3 separate regions of the Zea mays genome follow, and all the other regions are linked to region 3. A link is a contact called in public Hi-C data. All regions are on one chromosome and are shown on one strand. The core of a region is the stretch at or near the end of the contact, and the rest is flanking DNA. Distances in the headings are between cores, read along the strand shown.

Region 1 (3,136 bases), core at 362-2,861, 210 kb after region 3:
AAGCTTACTACCAGTTGATCCCTAAACCAAGTTTTAATTCACAAGTTAAGTATTTACCTGAATCTAGATTTGCCTAATCTAGTTCAAGCACTTGGCTTATACTAGCTGCATTTTATCCATACTCATATTTCACTTGCTAACTACGAAGATGGTCACCGGGATGAGTCTTATAACCGAGGAGCAACGACGATTCGAACCGATTATACCCAGCTGGGAATCTCTAACCATATGACATATGTAGCACTTAACCCTTACATATATCAACTGTTCCCACGGAGTCCTCCACTACATGAACATGTCCGCGCCACCGGAGAGCACATTAGCCTACCAGGCGTGCTACTATGCCAGGAGGGTACATGCTACTCCCGCCATCTCTCCACTCCCAGTGCGCGATTGTCTCTTCACATATGGAATAGCCGGGTTCAAGCTTACCCTGTCCCATACCAGGGTATGTGGCTAGTTGCAAAGTCTCAACCACAACAGGCCAGTCAACAATACATTCCTTAATCGACAGAGACAGAAGACCTTGTTTGCTCAACGTCTGGTCTCGATTTATTCAATCCATTTTTCTGTTTTTGGTACCCGGCAGGGGTACTCTTTTCGGATGATGAACCCATCCGGGGCCTTGCTGGACTCATCAACATAAGTTTGCTTTGACTTTTGAATCAAAAAGCCATAACCAATGTTACACACCATTTCTTTTTGAAAAAAAAAACGATTTTTGAGTTTCTAAGCAGAACTAAGCAATAATAATTTTTTTATAAAACAAAGATTCAGGAATTTCCAAGGAATGGTAATGCATTAATTGTTTATCACACAACATCATATAAGATGATAAAACATTTAAAATATAAGGAAGTGACAAATGCACTGAGACTTGTCTTATTACAAGAGAAGATCTGAGATCTTGTGTTACGCGATAAGCAATTAGATGGAATCCACCGCTGGATCAACAGGAGCAGGCTCCTTCGTAGACCACTTCTTGCTGTTCTGATAATGAGGCGATGACGGATTGGCGTGACCGAGCGGGAAGTCGGTGCGGCACAACGAGTAGAGCACACGACGATGCGAGCGCGATGAGAGGGAGCTCACGACGCGCATAGCAGCCACGACGACGACATCATGGATGCGGCTGCTAGGCGCGAGGCGGGACAGAACCGGAGGGCACAGAGACCACGAGCACCGGTCGCTGGCTGTGACTAGAACGCGGTGTGTGGTGGAGCAGATTGGACACGTCACGGCCAAGACACACGACGATGGAAACGATGAGCTGGTACAAGGTGCCGGACCAGGGCAAGGACGAGGCGAGGCCGCACGGTGAAAGGAAGTGAGTGACTTGGAACTGAGAACCACCCGACGTGTGACTGCTGTGGCCCGGAGGCAGCTGCAAGGATGAGGAGCGTTGCACTGGTTCTCCTTTCCGTGTAATGAAACACAAACTAGACTCAGCAAGCGCACGGTCTGAAGAAGTAGACGTCGGCTCTATCTTCAACTCAAGGGTGGGGCAATGACCAATGGGAAGCAGCCATGCGACATCATGGGCCACACGGTGCCCTAGGTCGTGCGCACGCGAGCGCGGCTCGCTCGCAAGTAGGCATGAAGCTTAGGTCCAGCACCACGCGGCACCGCAGGCACAACAAGGCATCGATCTTGGGCAGGCAACGCAGCTAGAGACCAGGCAGATAAGGACTCCACCGCAGATACTTTGAACCTCTCCCGGACTTGAATCTTCTCAGCTCAACTCCACTTTACCAGGCGCCAGAAACTCCCAGGCCACTCTCTAACCAAACCAACCAAGCAATGTCAGCACAATCATGGGGCTGAGATCTTTCCATTTCTCCATATCTTGAATCAGCTTCGGCCACCAGAACCTGCACTCAAACTTGTTGAATGATGCAAAACCCATAACCCTAACAGGGTTGAGTGGTGTATTAATAGAGTTGAGTAAACTGGGCCAGGCCCATTATAGAGGGGCGAGACAGTAATTACCCCAAACCCTAAACGGGTATTCTAACACCCCCGCAGTCACAACTCTATCCTGTATAGATGTTGAGACTGGATAGAAAGTCTAAACATACACTCGACGGTAATCCCTTGGTGAAGATGTCGGCGAACTGCAGCGTGGTGGGGACGCTGAAAACCCGAACGTCACCGGCAGCGACACGCTCGCGGACGAAGTGCAGGTCGATCTCCACATGCTTCGTGCGCTGATGCTGCACAAGGTTGGTGGAGAGGTAGACCGCGCTGACGTTGTCGCAGTAGACGAGGGTGGCGCGCTGGAGGGGATTGTGGAGCTCGTGGAGGAGCTGGCGTAGCCAGGAGGCCTCTGGCACGCCGTTGGCTACGGCACAGTACTCGGCCTCAGCGCTGGAGCGAGAGACGACGGGCTAACGCTTGGCCGCCCAAGAGACAAGGTTGGCGCCCAGGAACACGGCGTAACCGGAGGTGGACCGGCGCGTGTTGGGACAGCCAGCCCAGTCAGTGTCGGTGTAGACCACGAGCTCCGACGTCGGGATGGTCGGAGAAGGAGGTCGTAGTCGAGGGAGCCGCGGAGGTAGCGCAGAATCCGCTTGAGCGCGGTGAGATGGGGCTCCCGCGGAGTGTGCATATGCAGGCACACCTGCTGGACGACGTATGTGATGTCGGGCCTGAAGAAGGTGAGGTACTGGAGCGCGCCGGTCAGGCTCCGGTAGGACGTCGCGTCGGCGACCGGAGGCCCGTCGTCCTCAGAGAGCTTCGCCTGAGTGTCGACAGGCGTGGAGCAGGACTTGCAGTCAGACATGCCAGCCCGCTCCAGGATATTGAATGATGCAAAACCCATAACCCTAACAGGGGTTGGGTGGTGTATTAATAGAGTTGAGTAAACTGGGCCAGGCCCATTACAGAGGGACGAGACAGTAATTACTCCAAACCCTAAACGGGTATTCTAACAAAACTTTTGCCTGTTTCTGCTACCCACGTCGAGCACACAGGAAACAAGCAAGCAAGCAGCCACCTGTCCAAACTGAGACAAATTCAGTTAACTGACAATTCTTCAGTTACCTACAACTGAATTTACACCACTGAACTGAACTTGTATCTCGACTACCACCTAATCCCATAATTTCAAATGGTAACGCGGGATCAACCTTAACAC
Region 2 (3,554 bases), core at 701-3,200, 140 kb after region 3:
TGATGGTGAGTGTGCACCTTCCCTCCATCTTGATATGCATCCTACTTGCTTGCTGTGCCGCTGTCCCTCTGCTACTCTGCTTGATAGCTATTAATCAAATCTCAAGTCACCAACTAGCCAATAATGTAGTCTTGCTGCTTGTTTATTGTCTATACTATACAGTATATATAGTATTTTATATGTCCTAGAAAATATAGGATGACTAGGCTCGACAAGTTGGTCCGGTCGCCTGGCCAGTCCCATCGCGACTAGGTGCGACTGTACAATTTGTAAACATTGGCTACAAATTCTGTAGAGAACTGAAGCCTAATAAGATCACAAAGTTAATTTTATATTTGGTGCTCTAGTATCACTATGTTTCAAACAAAACGGAGAATACTATTCTACCTATAACAACCATTACAGAATGGACTCAATGTATATTCTTCTTTTTAAGCTTTGCAGCTATACTTTCATAGCAGTACTTAGCCAAATATGGCATCCAGCATTCTTCACAACTTTTGATTTCCTATACAGCACGGAAATGGGATTGACGTTGAAGGACTTTGATAACTTGATTTTGGGCAACTGTAGCCGGTTCAGTCTCACTCAAGCCAACAACACCCCACCCAACACCCATGCAAAAAGATGAACACTACCATTTGCTTATTAAGACATGATAATCCTGATTGCTTAATCTGACTATCTGAGCCATCAGAGTGCAAATTTGCAAACCATATTTGCTATAGGCTATCTGCCGACCTCTATGTGCAACATATAGAACTGCAAAAGCGTATCTCAGAGTGTCAAGCTTTAGAAGTTGATTTATGATGTGGTCACGAGACCAATACATGTACTTGCATATAAATGTGACAAAGTTTTAGCACTAAAAGTCTTTATATTTGATAAATTTAGAATTCAAAAACCGAAACAAATTAACTGGTTCATATTTGGTGTCCCCAAAATCTTATAATTAAGTTTAACCTATATGAACATGATGTGGTACAAGTAACCACTCACAATAATTAACAGTAGTGGCTTACTGGAAAGTAAAATGCAGCATCTTAGCAGTAAAATACTATAATAAATAAAATGAATATATGTTTATGTTTGTTATTAATAAGAACGATGTCTAAAAAAGCAAGGCACCAACCGCTCACTTACATCTTAGAATATCGTTTTAGATTCTAATGTGCGGCAATGAATAGTAAAAGGAATGTGGTGCCACATGACTAACGCATCTGTAGTAACAAAAAGCACAAGGTGCATTTGCATGACTCTCGGTGTTCAGGCCAATTAGTCTCCTGCGCTGCAGGCAAGAAAAAACACAATGCAAAACTGCACACAAATGTATTCTAACCGGTTCAAATGCCCCATTCCGTACCATAACAGTGCCGACAGATTACATTAGTTAAGCCTCAAACCACACGCACAAACGTTACCTCTCCCATCCGCCGCTGGCGTAGCCACCATCGTGCGCCTGGGGCACGGCCCCCACCGCGCGGCGCTGCGGCTGCGCCTGGCCTGCCACCGCCCCAGCTCCCGCCTCCGCGGCGGCGGCGGCGGCGGAAGAGGCAGACTCAGAGGAGTCCAGCATCATCCTTCCCGTGACCGCCCGGAACCCGCGCCAGCCGTGTCCGTGCCGTGGCGTCACGCGCACATCCGTCGCGCGGCCACACAGAATCCTGGGCCCCCGGCGCCTGCCCGCAGACGACGCCGCACGCAGCACCAGCGCCCTCAGGAGGCTACCGATGCATACCATCTCATGGCTGCTGGCTCCACCACTCGCTTGCCCGGATGCCGTGGACGCGCCCCGATGCAAGATCCGCTGGTTTAATGGATTCGGATCTGGGGAAAGGTAGGGCAGGGAGGAGGAAGCGGCGGGAGGGGACGTGATGGCCGGTGCCAGATTCCGCTACCGCCTGCCTCCTCGCCGCTAGAAAAAGGCACCGGTTTTCAAGGAACTATTATCGACAATAATTGGTGTTGCCCGATTAAAAAAACTATACCTAGATTGGCCAATGGAAATAAAAATGCATCTGCTAAAAAAACTTGCAATGCTTTAGGAGCTGGCAATCCACTTTACAACGAAATTTAAGGTGTGTTTAGGATTGCTTTAATAGTTTTAAAATATATATATTTTTAATCTATATATATATATCTAAACAATAAATGAAATCTCTTCTCTGCTCCTATTAAAAACGGATAGGGTACGTGCAGAGGCAAAGTTGTGCCTCCACCCGGCCTACCCCTTGCCGCGCGTTCCTGTCCCGCAGCCCTCGTGCCCGTAGCCCTGCTCGCCACCCCCGCCGCACGATGGGGGACGCTATCTAAACTGCCACTCGCATTTGCCCTCTCCACCTCCCTGTGCGGCCCCCACCATGCTTTCTTCCTCACCACTCAGCCGCTGCTAGCTCCGACCTAGTCACGGCTTTGCCATCTCTAGCACCGCCCCTTGTCCCACGCCGCCGCCGCCAACGCCACAGCGACTACCGCGCTGCCATCCCCAAGCGGGACATTGAGCAACCTCATGTGTCTGCTCTGCGAGGATTTGCGCCTCCTCCACGCCGGACGACGACTCGCGTGGTGGATCTAAACGGCGCAACCATGTGATGGCGCCCCCTCGGCCCCTACCCCATCCGCCCATCGTCTCTGCCTAGATGCTCGGCAGATATTGTTCCTTGACAAAGAATTTCATAGTTTGATGTCCAGACATTTACTTTGATCTTTTTTTGGTGTACTATGAAGCACTTTTGCTTCAAATTGATTTCTTTTGACTTGTGCAACACTGATAAAGAGATACATAAGCGCCAAGACATGCTTTCTAGTTTGAAGTATAAAGCAAAGCAAATGCCGACAAGTTTGAACATGTCAAACTTTGCTAACAGGCATGTCGTGTCAACAATGGTCAGGAACGTATCCTTCCTAAATCTTAATATATTTTTTAAACACGTCAATTTACAGTATTCAAGTTTTCAGGTAAGTATTATTATGTTTTTTTGTTAGAACTAATGTGTGAATATGTACTTGTCGTGGTTTCGGAAATCAGGGGCAGTAAGATTAGTGTTCGGTGGGGAGATTAGCAGTGACTCACTTCGAATGGTGGATCGCAGTGACTCGAGTGGTGGATTTGAGACAGTTGTTATACTGGTTCAGGGCTTGCGCCCTAGTCTAGTGTAGTGCTGATCGTAGTATTGCTCTGAGCGTGTTACAGTTGGTGTGCTCGTGTGTTCAAAAAAGAGGGGTCCTTCCCTTTTATACTTCAAGGGATGGACTATACAATGGGGACTTTGTATTCTGCTGGGGGGTGCTCGACCGACGGCCCTTGGGGTAGCATGGTTCCTCTAATGTTGTCCATAGGGTCGTGCTTAGTCGTACTCCCATTATGGCGTACTGCCTCGTCCGCCCATCGCACGGGTCCCTTTAGCTGGTCTTCCGCTGACATTCTTCTGGTAGTGCGCGGGGGACCCACAGGTCATTTGTTTGGATCAGGTGTGCATCGTGCAGTCTTGCATGTCGTCACGTGCTTGCGTCACTCATTGGAGTGCGTAGGCGTACACCCGGTATGGTGTATC
Region 3 (3,620 bases), core at 833-3,332:
ACAGAAGGAACTCTCTATGTAAGATGAACGGTATAGATCAAGAACAAAACATACCTGCAGCCTGTGATCACCTCCAACAAATCTGACGCTGAGTATGTGCTCATTGTCATCTAACAGTTCCAGCCTCTCCGTGCTTCTTGTGGCTGGCAGCCCAGACTTTACATTAACCTCCCTGACACTGCCAATCTCAATGTTGCCCTTCATTTCACACCGGCTCACAAAGGGCTTGAAAAGCTGTGGTTGATCAAACCGCCTCACTAGAGACCAGACCTGAGGAGATAATTACTTGATCAGATACCAATTGTAATGATTAAGCTGGTGACCAAGATCAATCCCCACTCATGTAACCATCGAAGAAATAAAGGTTCCAACAGACAGAAACAGGTCGCGGTATTAAGTATTAATTAAGTAGTATTAAGAGTGCTACATAAAGACACCCTAACCGGCTAACTGTGCATTCGATCGATCAAGCTGTCCTATTAATGCACAGCTGATTGATGGCCACAAATTATCACAGGAAAACGGCAGGAACGGTGTACAAGTCAACTAAACACGATCGAAGAATATGACAGCTCTTCTAATCAGAGGTACACAGTAAACTACTATAAAATGAGGCCTAGAGCCTTGAGGTTGCTATGGACTGTGTATATGCATATTCACAGTTGGAAATATGAGGCAGCATCCTTTTGGAATATGCTAATAACTTGTGCTGGAAAGTCGGACAAAAATGATGATTTCCTTTGAAATAATCAACTCCGTGCATCCAATACTTCTGCAAAAGCTGATATTTTTTTGGGGGTAAGAATACTAGTCTGCATCTAATCTCCTGGCAAGTGCTGTGCTGAACCCACATCCAAAGGAGTGGAGTTGAAGTGAAGGCATATATATATCTCCCTCCACCACCGCAATCTCAATTATACTCGCAGAATAAAGCAAGAAAACTCCAATGCATGAACACCTAGATTGAAACCCCAAAATAATCTGGCAAAAAGCAGATTCAGCGGGGATCTCGAGGTGGGGGTGGGCCGTGGGGGAAGCATCTTCCCACGTGAGATGAGGTACAGAAAAGGCGCATTAAAAATCCTCGAGGCTTTGTGTGCATTATTTGCCTTTGCCACCAATCATGCATCCCCCATGTTCATCTCTTAGAGAAAGCCTCAGTCTGGAGCAAAAGCTGGACGGACGAAGGATGCAGGAAAAAATTCACAGGCTTCTTGGCAGGAGATGGAAATCTTAGCTTTGAGCGAAAGCGACGTGGGTCCGTCCTCCGAGCAATCAGCACAGCAATGGATCCGCCCAACCAATCGCGTGAAAAAAAAAAGAAGGGGCGATAAGAGAAACGAGCAGGGCCGGTTGAAGACGGCCTCTCTCTCTCCAAATCAGGCATCCATGTTCCCAACTGAGAAGAAACGGGCCAAACGAGTGGGTGACTCGCTGACTCGTAACAAGTCGGCGTCTTTCCTAATCAAGGAGCAGCGCATCACCAATCCGAAACCGGCGGGCGGGCGGGCGGGCCGGGGCCAAACAAAAGGAGAAACCAATAACCGGTGGAAACGATGTCTCTGCGGCGGATCGACTGGGCAACGGCACGAACACCCTGCTCGCCGCCATGGAACGTGGATACATACAGCACGGCACGGAGAAAAAGCATAGCGGCAGCAAGCAATAGCGGAGATTGATATTTGATTCAGCGGCACGCGAGAGGGAGGTTGAGAGGCAGGCGCTCACGAGGTGGACGGGCGCCTTGATGTGCTTGGCGACGGCGGAGGAGCACTGGTGTTCGCGGGGCTCGTGCCGGTGAAACCGCCGCACGTAGTCCGTCTCCATGGCGCGCAGGTCACACCGCTCGTCCGCCAGGCGCCACCGCCGTGGCGCCGGCGTCTGCCCTCCTCCTCCTCCTCCTCCCACGCCACCGTCCATCTCCACCATCACCATGACCGGCGCCGCCACAAGGCAGACAGCCACCACGCACGCACAGCTCAGTAATGGAGGCAACCGGTCTGGGGGCTTGTGCCGCACCGCCCGCACCGAGGAAAAGCAAACGACGAGGTGTGGTGGAGGTGGGGTTTTGCCTTTGCTTTGCTTTGTTTGGTTTGTTTGTTTATGCCGCGACGAGTCAGAGAGAGCGAGGGAGAGAGGCTGATGCCGACCCCTGGATGGCACAGAGGCCGCAGCCTCAGCTGTGGTTGCTATTGGGTGGCTGCGCTCGTAAGCAAGGGCCTACAAGAATTAGGAATGCCAGATATGCCCTCCGGGTTCGCCACTTTCGCTTCAGTTCAAGGTTGCTTGTGAAAATGACGGGTGGTCCCATGCCATGTGGGACGGCATTATCTCGTTGCCTTTCTTTTTATGTTTGGAGGAGAATATGAACATAGGCGTAGATATGTTTCTTTTTTTTCCCCAAAAGTAGGTCACATATCGCATAATGGTGTTGTTAAGCTGTTGGAAAACAACGTTAGAGGATGGCTAATAATTTAGCAGGTTGCTAGTTATTATATGTAAGGGTGGAGTTAGTCTTTAAATTTTACACTATAAAGTTTATTTAAGGATTACATCGTATTTAGATCGAGCTCTATTTCTATTTATTTTTAACTAAAATTAATTAAAGGTCAAAAAATCGTGAAAAACTATTTGGACCATGAATCATTACCACCCCTAGTTATAGGCTACTATCATATCACTCATATAAAAAATCTAGCAATTTACTCGTATACTATTAGTCTTACATATAAAACCATTAACATATGGTGCATCTTATTTTCTTCGAGTTGAAGTGTTGGTTTTCTATGAGTTTATAGCTTATTTATCTTTTCTGTCCTCCGTCTTAACATTCTCTCCGTCTCAACATAAATTTAATGTGACAACTTATACATTACACTTATATTATCTTATTACACTTGCTCTTATACCAATTATCAAGACAATCAATATGCGTTCTCTAATAGCATGTAGTGGCCCACCTAGGAATTGGTGGAATTTAGCTCAAAATTAAAGGGGTATGTCTGTGGAGCTCTCCTCAGCTGAAGGTCCTTAAAACATTTATTTGTGAAATCTATTTTAGATATAACAGGATAATTGCCTAAGGATGCCTTCATTTGGAGATGGCATGTGGCCTGTGGTGATTACAATCGTGAAGACGAAGCTACAAGCTTCAGTTCAGTGACATAAAAGCATAACGAAAGAGCCAGCGAGAGCAAGGGGAAATCATCAAAGCTTGATCAATAAGACTGCAAGGAGAAAAGACGACAATACCCTTGGTTGATTTCATAGTTCATATGTATAGGTCTGAAGACATGGTTGTAATTTTCACGAAGTTGTACTCCACGACTATAAATAGAGGAACAATACCATAAATATATAGAGGGAGCTTTTCGGCGAAGATTAGTCAAATTGCTCTGCCTATAAAAATGTTCTGTTTGTTTACTTTCATATCGCTTTCTGAAAAGTCGAAGGTATAACTGTAATTACTTTGTTGTTAATAGAGAAACGAAGAAGAATTATATCTGTATATCCAAGATGAGTTGTTCGTTATACTTTCATGTTTTTATTCCTTCCTTCATTCACTATTTACCCCTCTAATCTTCTACCTTTAATCTCTTTGAGAAGAGATAATTAAAGGG

Evidence for each region. A called contact is a pair of places that touch in the nucleus more often than the background predicts.
Region 1: a Hi-C map of tassel shows a contact between it and region 3, with 2.4 times the contacts expected there. The contact joins the enhancer-like site here to the promoter of LOC100274679 in region 3. A contact is called at or near these places in 5 of 25 Hi-C or Micro-C datasets (ear, leaf and tassel).
Region 2: a contact with region 3 is called in a Hi-C map of leaf, with 6 times the contacts expected there. The contact joins the promoter of LOC100273148 here to the promoter of LOC100274679 in region 3. A contact is called at or near these places in 9 of 25 Hi-C or Micro-C datasets (bundle sheath, ear, endosperm and 3 more) and 1 of 3 datasets of contacts at active chromatin or transcription factors (seedling).

Annotation. Positions count from the first base shown.
Region 1 is chr5:144,421,405-144,424,540 of Zm-B73-REFERENCE-NAM-5.0, forward strand. No RefSeq gene overlaps it. Among protein-coding and RNA genes, the nearest start is that of LOC103626981, 35 kb to the right of the region's middle. Within about 2 kb of position 1,612, at least 10 of the 20 cell types and tissues checked have an H3K27ac peak or open chromatin away from gene starts, as enhancers often do. A contact at or near this core is called in ear, leaf and tassel, where this site is marked.
Region 2 is chr5:144,350,280-144,353,833 of Zm-B73-REFERENCE-NAM-5.0, forward strand. It overlaps LOC100273148 (putative protein phosphatase 2C family protein), which reads right to left and starts at 1,951. Exons shown (of 8, transcript NM_001360217.1): 1 at 1,422-1,951. The coding sequence starts at 1,741.
Region 3 is chr5:144,206,507-144,210,126 of Zm-B73-REFERENCE-NAM-5.0, forward strand. LOC100274679 reads right to left here and starts at 2,083. Exons shown (of 3, transcript NM_001349953.1): 1 at 1,729-2,083; 2 at 55-270. The coding sequence starts at 1,935.